2 separate regions of the Gossypium hirsutum genome follow, and region 2 is linked to region 1. A link is a contact called in public Hi-C data. All regions are on one chromosome and are shown on one strand. The core of a region is the stretch at or near the end of the contact, and the rest is flanking DNA. Distances in the headings are between cores, read along the strand shown.

What was found. Hi-C and Micro-C count contacts between places; a contact is called where the count stands out from the background.
Region 2: a Hi-C map of leaf shows a contact between it and region 1, with 1.7 times the contacts expected there. The contact joins the promoter of LOC107919891 here to the enhancer-like site in region 1. A contact is called at or near these places in 8 of 34 Hi-C or Micro-C datasets (callus, fibers, leaf and 1 more).

Annotation. Positions count from the first base shown.
Region 1 is chrA08:113,391,668-113,396,224 of Gossypium_hirsutum_v2.1, reverse strand. It overlaps the pseudogene LOC107919697. Among protein-coding and RNA genes, the nearest start is that of LOC121205531, 16 kb to the left of the region's middle. Within about 2 kb of position 2,249, at least 1 of the 9 cell types and tissues checked has an H3K27ac peak or open chromatin away from gene starts, as enhancers often do. A contact at or near this core is called in leaf, where this site is marked.
Region 2 is chrA08:113,441,400-113,445,956 of Gossypium_hirsutum_v2.1, reverse strand. LOC107919891 (serine/threonine-protein kinase SAPK3) reads right to left here and starts at 2,182. Exons shown (of 9, transcript XM_016849313.2): 1 at 1,727-2,182; 2 at 1,098-1,172; 3 at 847-948; 4 at 694-747; 5 at 523-615; 6 at 340-432; 7 at 84-188. The coding sequence starts at 1,849.

The sequences.
Region 1 (4,557 bases), core at 1,000-3,499:
AGCTTTGTTTCCTTGCGATTAGCTCTTACAGTCTTTTCAATCTCCGAATCAAACGCAAGAGTTCCTAGAGCAGATCTGGTCATAAGAAACAAAAAAAAGATTAGTACGTTACTGATCCCCGTCAACGGCGCCAAAATTTGATGCATCGTTGAGAGCACAAAAAATATCCTATTCTCTGTAAAATAGTAAAAATAACAGTAAAGGGGAAGTAGGGTCGAATCTTCAGGGACCGGATTGTATGAATTCTCGTTTCTTGAAATCCTGAATAATTTCTTGGCCAAGAAAACCTGCGTTCCTGAAAAATAAAAAAATAGAATTAAGAATCTGGAAAAATAAAAACAGAATTTGAAGTGAATTGAAATTACGAAATTAAATAAATTGCAGAAATTAAAATAAGGAAAAATAAATAGAGTTATGAAAAGAGAAAGTTTCTTATATGGCGAGATTCCAGCCTCCGGTTGTCTCGCCTTGGGTTCAGTCCTTGGCTTTTAAGTAACCCTTCTCAACTAAAGTAAGCCAGTTACAATGGAAGAGGACGCCTACGACCACCAGCTCTAAATATTAGACTTACGATTTTTAGGGAATCTAACTCTAGCCAGTAATCTATGCTAGATCAACTCTTCTCAATAGCGAATCTCATGCCATTTTGTCTCTTTGGCTCGCCAACCTCTAACGCAGTAAGTTAACGAACCGACTGTGCAATCCTTTCAAAACATACAAAGCGGCTGCCTTTGCATATGCTGAAAAACTTACTTCTTAAGGGCCATGGACAGAAGCATCAGCCTGTAGTGCGGAGAAACGATGAATACTTGGCGAGAAGGCTAAGTACGGATTCTAGGCCTCAAGAACCCTTTTTGGGGAATATTGACAACCTTCGGCTAGATAGGTTTTAGTGACTCATGATAATGTTGAAAAAGAAAATAAATATAAAAATGGAAAAGGAAATTTTATTGAAAGAAAATATGAAGAAACAAAAGCCTAGACTTTCAGGGGGAGAGTGTTTACAGAAAAAAGATGAACACCAAATAGAGCCACTTCACCCCCTATTTATAGTGCTAGGGAGATAGTCTAATTTAACTTAAATTCTGAAAAGATAAATACATTTAATTAAAGATAAATAAAGATAATTAAAATTAAATCTTAAAATTAAATAATCCTAATAATTATCTTAATATTAATTATCCTAATACAAATAAAATGGAGTCTTATAAAATAAAATCTCTTCTTTTTGCGTTTTTAGTCCTTGTGTCTTCCATGCTCGCACTTTTGGCACAATCTTTTTCCTGTGTGGCATATCAGCCCATTGTGTCTCCAAATTCGCACTTTTGTCCCTTAATTTTGCTTTTGCCTCCAAATCAGCCCCTAATCGATAAAAAAAGACATAAATAACTCAAATTAATAGGATCAAGCTCAGAATAAACACATGATTAATACATAAAAATATGTTATTCTAGAGCACTATCACTTTTGGTAGTCTTAGCTTATATGAATATTTGTATCTTAACTCTGTTGGTGGAATTTTACTTAATGTAACATTTTACTGAGATGTGTGGATTTATGAACAGACGTTTTTGGATGCCGACATTAATTAGGATGGGAAGATAGATATATTAGAATGGCAAAACTTGGTTGCCCGTAATCCATCATTGTTGAAAATCATGACTCTCCCCTACTTGAGGTATGTGTTTAACAATGTTATACCCAATGTACCTAGAAACGATACTGGCCCAGGAGCTCATCCTTTCTGTAATACGAATACTGCAAGGACATAACAACAACATTTCCAAGCTTTGTTTTTAATTCCAAAGTAGACGAGGTTGTTGCGTGATTAGGGAATTTGTTCATAGAGTCGAAAGACAATTGTTTGCAGGATTTGTTTGTGACATTGAGCTTCTCTATGTGAACAAAGTTTGTGGCTAAAAGCCCTAAATAAGGTTAGGATTGGTTAGTGTTATACTAAATTTGCATAAGCATTCAAGTTGACCCATTCGGGTATTCTCCATTTGTAATCAAATGATTTTTCTAGTGGGAAATATGAGTTGGGAGTTAGATTTTAGTGTTTTATTACATGTTCCAAGTTAAACATATGGACAAATTTGGGATGGTGCCGCTTGGATCAGACAAAATGATGATTGAGTTGAAGAAAAAAAAATGTTGTGGTCCTTGGTGAAGCAGTTAATGACAAACCTCCTAACAATATCTAGATTCGTTAGATCTACTGCTTTCAACTTTAAAGCGACTTTGGTCCTGTCTCGCTTAAGCATATACATAAATGTGCAAAATGATTATTCACCCCATTACCCAATACCTTGTACCAAACATGTCTCCTGGGTGTTCATCTTTAACAAAGGTCTATTTTTCCCTATTGAGACCCATTTTAATAGGGGATATTATCCTAGGTTGGGTTTAGATGGCTGGTACGTTTATTTGTGATTAATGTAAAAATATCAGTGTTGGTTAAATTAAATATTATAGCGTGATAAAAAGTAAACTAAACGCACCGCATCATACTGCATTTAATCGTCCATCTAAACCCTTTTTAATAAAGTTAAAAATAATAATTTACAAATGATGCTATGTGTTTTAATTAGAGGTGATCATGGGCCGGGCCGGGCTGGGTTCGGGCCGGGCCAAGATAAAATTTTAGGCCCATTTACTAGGCCCGGGCCCGGCCCGACCCGAAATATGGGCCTAAAATTTTGTCCAAGCCCTGCCCGAAATAAAATTACTAAGCTCGAGCCCGGCCCGACCCGGCCCATATTAATATTTTTTCTTATTTTATTAAATAAAAAAATTTAAAAATATAATAAATCAAATATATTTAAAAACATAAAAACAAATATTAAAACAAATAAAAATAATACTAAAACAATTCTTAAAACAATACACAAATTAACAATATAATAAAAAATAGTTATATTAAAAGTTTAAAATAATTTTAAAAAATAAAAAATATATATAATAATATATAATTCGGGCCGGGCCCGGGCCAAAAAACTCTTATCCGAGGCCCGACCCGTTTTCTAAACGGGCCTCGTTTTTTTGCCCAAGCCCATTTTTCGGGCCTATGTTTTTACCCAAACCTTCCCATTTTTCGGGCGGGCCTTCGAGCCGGGCCGGGCTGCCCGGCCCATGATCAGCTCTAGTTTTAATGGTCTAGTATCTTAGACCAATTATTTTTAGAGTTTTTTTCCTCCACTTCACGTGGATAGAATAATTACTCCTTTTTAGAAATTAATAATTACGTTGAATCTACATATATCTAAATTAGCTTTAATCATAATAAATATATATACTTATAAAAGAACTAAAAAATATATTCTTATAATGAATTTAGATAAATAGTTGTTTAAATGCATTTGAATTTAGATAACCATCTGTTTAGATTCATTTTTGATCTAAACATTATTTTTTTTATTAATTTATATTTTTCATAATTTTTTAATATATATATATTTAATTTTAACATAATAATACGAATAACATGTTTTTAAAAAATCATAGAACCAAAAAATAATATATTAATTATAATATATTAATAAATAATATATTTATGAATTATAAACGTTAATTAAAAATAAAAAATTGAAACAATATGAAATAAAAAATAAATATTAAAATGCTTATAAAAGGAATTGAACCCGAGAGTCAAAAATAAAATTACAATTATCTAATCTTCTAACAAAAAATGTTAATGTGCTATATTAAATTTTTTTAAAAAAAAAAGCTTAAAGCAACATAAAATTAAAAATACAAATGTAAGTAGACTCATGGACAAAAGCACTAATATTTAGACATCTAATCAAAGGAGATTTCACACTCTCTCTCCAGAAATAACATATTCTCATAAATATAAAAAAACCCTAAAACCATAAATATTAAAAAAACGACACATATATATTACTCCTTTTAATTTGGTATTTTTTTTAAATACCAATGTTAAGGCTCAATAAGGGCTATAAACTGATTTTAATTTTTAATTAGACCTTTAGGCCAACTTTAACTTTAATTAGAGAAATAAGCCGGTTTTAAGAGAGAGAAACGGAAAGCGCGTCCAACTGAGGGCGCTTTTTGGACAGATGGCAGTAAAGCGTGCACAGTTAAACGTGCTTTCCCTCAATGGTAATTGCAACGACTTTTTGACCATTGCCGTGCCAAACGGTAAATTTTTTTTAAAAATCCAACAGTACTTTTTTTAAACCTATAAATACCCTCAAATTTCATTTTTTTCATTCACATCATTCTTTCAACTCTCTCAAACTTTTTATTCAAAATTTATTTATATTTTCATTTTAGAATATTATTTTTTAATTATATCGTATTTTATTCGTTCGGATCAATTTCTCGAGAATGGATGCCTCTCTAATCTTCTTTGGTGGCAACCATATTTCCACCGCCCAATTAGCAACGGTAATTCGTTATTTATAAATATTCGTTATTTTTAATTAATTATGTTAAATTTTTTTATATAAATCTAAATAATTTTTTATGTTATAAATAGGTGAACGATCTTGTGCTGGAGGTGTTCATACATAATACAGGGGAGCCTCTGACCCT
Region 2 (4,557 bases), core at 933-3,432, 50 kb before region 1:
CAGCCAAAATAATTTGACTTTGTATAAAGAAAAAGGAGGAAATGATGACTCATTTAACTGAAGAGTAAGAGTCGAGAACTTACTCCTATGGTCTTACGGAAATTCCGAGGATCTTCAGGATCCTCAAAAGGGTATGCTCCCACCAACATCACGTATAATGTCACGCCACAAGACCAAACATCTGCAATCTACGACAGCTAGCAAACGGTCAAATTAACCGGCTAATAATAAGAGGGGATTAACTATGCAACAAGCACAAATTCATGCTCCATTAGTAAACCAGATGTATCCGAGGTTGACTATCTGCATCACATTGATTAGAAAACAGAAAAATTGTACCTTTCCATCGTATTCCTTTCGTGATAGGACTTCCGGGGCGATATATGCTGGTGTTCCTACAGTTGACTTTGGTTGTGAATGCAGCACTGCAGACTGCTCAGAAAAGAAACTAAAGAACTGAATATTGAAAAAATAGAACAGAATCCATCAAAGATAAGGTTTATGTCAAATTTGGAAATGAACCTTGGAGTAACCAAAGTCGCATATTTTAAGACGTGGTGTTGGACTTCCGTCCAGGAGTGTGTTTTCTAGTTTCAGATCCCTGTGACAAATTTGCTGCAGCAGAAATATTGAATGAGGCAAGAAAGTCAAAATCACACAGACTCTGACAAAAGTGATATTCATATAACATACCATGGAATGACAGTAGCTGACACCAGATATTAGCTGCTGGAAGAAAAACCTAGCCTGTCAGATGGACAAATGTCGTAAAGTTGAACGTTAATGCAAATTAACAGGTGGGGAAGAAAGATCAACTCAACATGTTGAATGTAGATATAAACTCACTTCGTCTTCACTAAATCGACCTGCACTGCATATTCTCTCGAAGAGTTCACCGCCGGCAGCATACTCCATGACAATAGCTAAATGTGTTGGAGTCACCACAACCTGCAGAGAAATGTGAAGTTAAAAGAATTGTGGAGTCAATTATGTTAAATAAGATTAATCATCTAAAAGAATGTTTAATAGCCAATTGATGTTCAAACCTGAAATTCCAACAACATAGCTACTAATATGTAATAAAATCAATTTCTCACCTCTTTAAACCTGATTATGTTTGGATGTCGTAAAGATCGGTGGTTAATGATTTCTCTCTGAACATTCTCATCAATCTGAAACCCCAAAACAGAAAAGCATAAGTACATTAACATGTAATTAAGATTTTGCAGACTAATGCAATGTCATTATCTTACAGGTAAAACATTATTGTTGTTTATAAACAACCACACATCTTTCTTCTCAACAATAACTTCACTTTCACTATATAACATCGACTAGCTCAAACAGAAATATCAATAAACACTTGCTGTCTCACTCTTATTATCCCTAAATATGCCATTGAAGACATTATACAAGCCGTGTTTTACCAATCTCCAGACATGGAAAAATCAAAGCAGCTTTCCGAGAAAGGCCAAAAATTAAGTACTTGTCTCAATCTGATCTGTAAATGAGAGATTGTAATATATTCAAGCAAATAGACAGTCATGTTCGAAATCAAACATAAACTCCTTTCCATGTTCAAAAACATTAATTTTTTTTTCCAGATTCTGCTCATATAAATGCTGTCAAATCATATAACATCAATATTTTCATATGATCAATTTGCAGTTGCAGACAAAAAAGATCTAAGAAGAGACCATCTTTAAGAGAAAAAAATATAAATTACCTTCTTTCCTCTTTCAATATATTTGACGGCAACAAGCTTTTTTGTCTTCTTATCTTTCACCAGCCTTGCGACTCCAAAATTCCCTGATCCAAGCTCCTTCACTGGCTCATATCTCTCCTCCATCGATCACACCACAAAAAAAAAGGGGGGGAGAAAAGGAATTAAAAAGAAAATGTGAAAACTTACACTAAAAACAAGACTTTTAGAGATCAAAAACCTATGAAAAGAGAAAATTTTCTTTCTAAGAGTTCTTAAACAGTAAGACCAAGACCAAGAAATATGCTCTATATATTCCAAAATAGACAAAACAAAAAGGAAAACTGTAAAGAAACAGTCCTTGAAAGGTAGAAGACCACCTAACCAGCTAACTTTTTATAAGCTTACAAGTCAAGCCATTTTATAAACTTCTTCCCTTTATCAAACTAATATTTATGTATATACAAACCAGAACTGATAAGGTTAAGAAAAAGAAAAAGAAAAAATTAGAGTTTCAACAAAATTAAAAAATTGTATAATTCTTCTCTTAATCCTTCTACTATTATATATTTAATATTTAGTTACTTTTGCTCTTTAGATGTTTAATAATTAAAATCTAATTGCTTCTGTTAGATTAAATTATGTGATGTTTCTAAAATATGTAATTACTATTACATGTCCGAAAGGCAAATAACAAAATAAGAAAATTTCAATATGGAGTTGTAAGGCTTTTTGTTTCAATCTAAATTGTATGGTTGTTGAGAGGTTTATATTTAATAGATTAAAGGTTAAAATCTCAACAAGTGTGAGGTGTTAATGTTGCTTTTTGGTAAGTAGTTGTACGTTTACCTACAGTCATGTAGTCCTCTTTTGTGAATTGTATACGTTTCTTTGTGAAGAGGAATAAAACCCTTCCCGAGAGATAATACCTTCTATTGTTAAAAAATTATATCGGCGTCTCCGAAGATAACACTTCAAAAAATTTTTTGAAAAAATTGATTTGTCCTTAATAAAGTTATTTAGTATAGTTTTAAAATAGAATATCAAGGTTTTAAAAAGATTACATAATTTAATCTAATAAAAAATAATTTAAATTTTATCATTTAAAAAAATGAGGGATAAAATTTTACAATATAAAAAATATAAAAACTAAATTTTAAATATACCAAAGAGTGTAGGTATGAAAGCGAGAGGGAATTGGTTAAATAAAACAAAACTAAGAAGAAAAAGAAAAAGCAATGTATTTCAAAGACACGTTTTAGGAGTGAAAGCCGACCTTCTGGATTTGTGAAGTGTCGGATAACAGTGACAAAGACATCAAAAACACACGCACAAAATAAACTAACTACCAGGGGAACGTTCATTGAAGCTTTGGAATTTATAACTGTAGTTAATTGTATAAGTCATATTATATTTACATTTTATTTTTGTTGTTTTAATTTTAGTCACTTAAAAATATTTTGTAAATATTATTGAGGTAAAAAAATCAATGATTAAAGTGAAAGAAAATACTTATTGAAATTAATTTAATCTTTTTTTAAATTTTTAAATTTTAATTTATATTTCTAAATCATTCTTAATGAAATCAACTCAAATAATTTATATTTAATTTTTGTCTAGATCATCTTTAATCTCAAATCTTCCATCTTAAGTTAAAGTAAAGTGGAAAAAAGTACTTGCAATTAATTAAATTAATTGATTATTCTTTGTTTAGGTAAATAAGTGATTAAAAATTATGAATTTTATGTGGAGTGGAAGATAAAATTAATTAATTAAATTAATTGTAATAATTTTTCTTTACTTTTAGTTTAGCATAAAAGATTTAAGATAACATAATCAAAATAAATTTGGGTTTCGCAAACAAGTAATAAAGACAGTAATTTTCATTGATAGTTTTTGAAAATAATTTCAAAACATCAAGATAAATTAAATAAATTGTTGAAATTTTTGTATTCATTGATAATATCAACCGATTTGTTACTATAACTTTGAATCTTAATATTTAAAAAAAATTATATTTCAAAACCCAAATTACAATTTGATAATTTATTTCTATTATTATAGTTTCTATCACTTTTTCACTTTTTCACTTTAGTCATTGATTTACTTTTTTACACCCAATTCATACTTAAAAATGATATTTTTTGAGTAACCAAAATAAAAAGTGTGAACTTGATTTGGCATTTACAGTTAACCGATATTAGAAATTTAATGTTTAGATGATTAAAATAAAAACACTCTAAAAATTAAGTGACCAAATTGTAAAAAATTTATTTTAAAAGACTAAAATAAAAGCTTCTAAAATTTGGGTCATCAACTATGTATGTGTTATGTAATGTGACAGCGGCTTAGTTAAATGAAAAGGAAATACTACTGGGCTAACGTCCGCATGGGGCCCTTACGTAAATGCGTGCACTGTAACGTGGGGTTATTATGTGTACTTTTGACTACCTAATATAACGTAAAGGTTCTGTAAGAACAGAATCGAAATATTTTATCCAGTTATGGGGGGTACCTCCAAAACTGCCCGCATTTGACGTTCACGGAAGATGTCGGTTTACGCGCCCTTTTATCTCGTTAAAACCACGCTCTACTCATTTCCAATATATTTTTTTTTCATGTTTTAGGGTTTAAGAATTAATATTTTAAAATTTGAATTTAGATTTAAAAAATAGTATATTATTTAAAAATATAATCGTATTATTAGTATACTAAATACTAAATACTTATAAAATAAAAAAATACATTATCAATATATTAAATATTTTTTGTCTTAATTTTCTCTGCTAATAAAGACTTTTAAATTTTTATATAATTTTTTATAAACTAAATACATAAATTTTTTCATGTGGCAC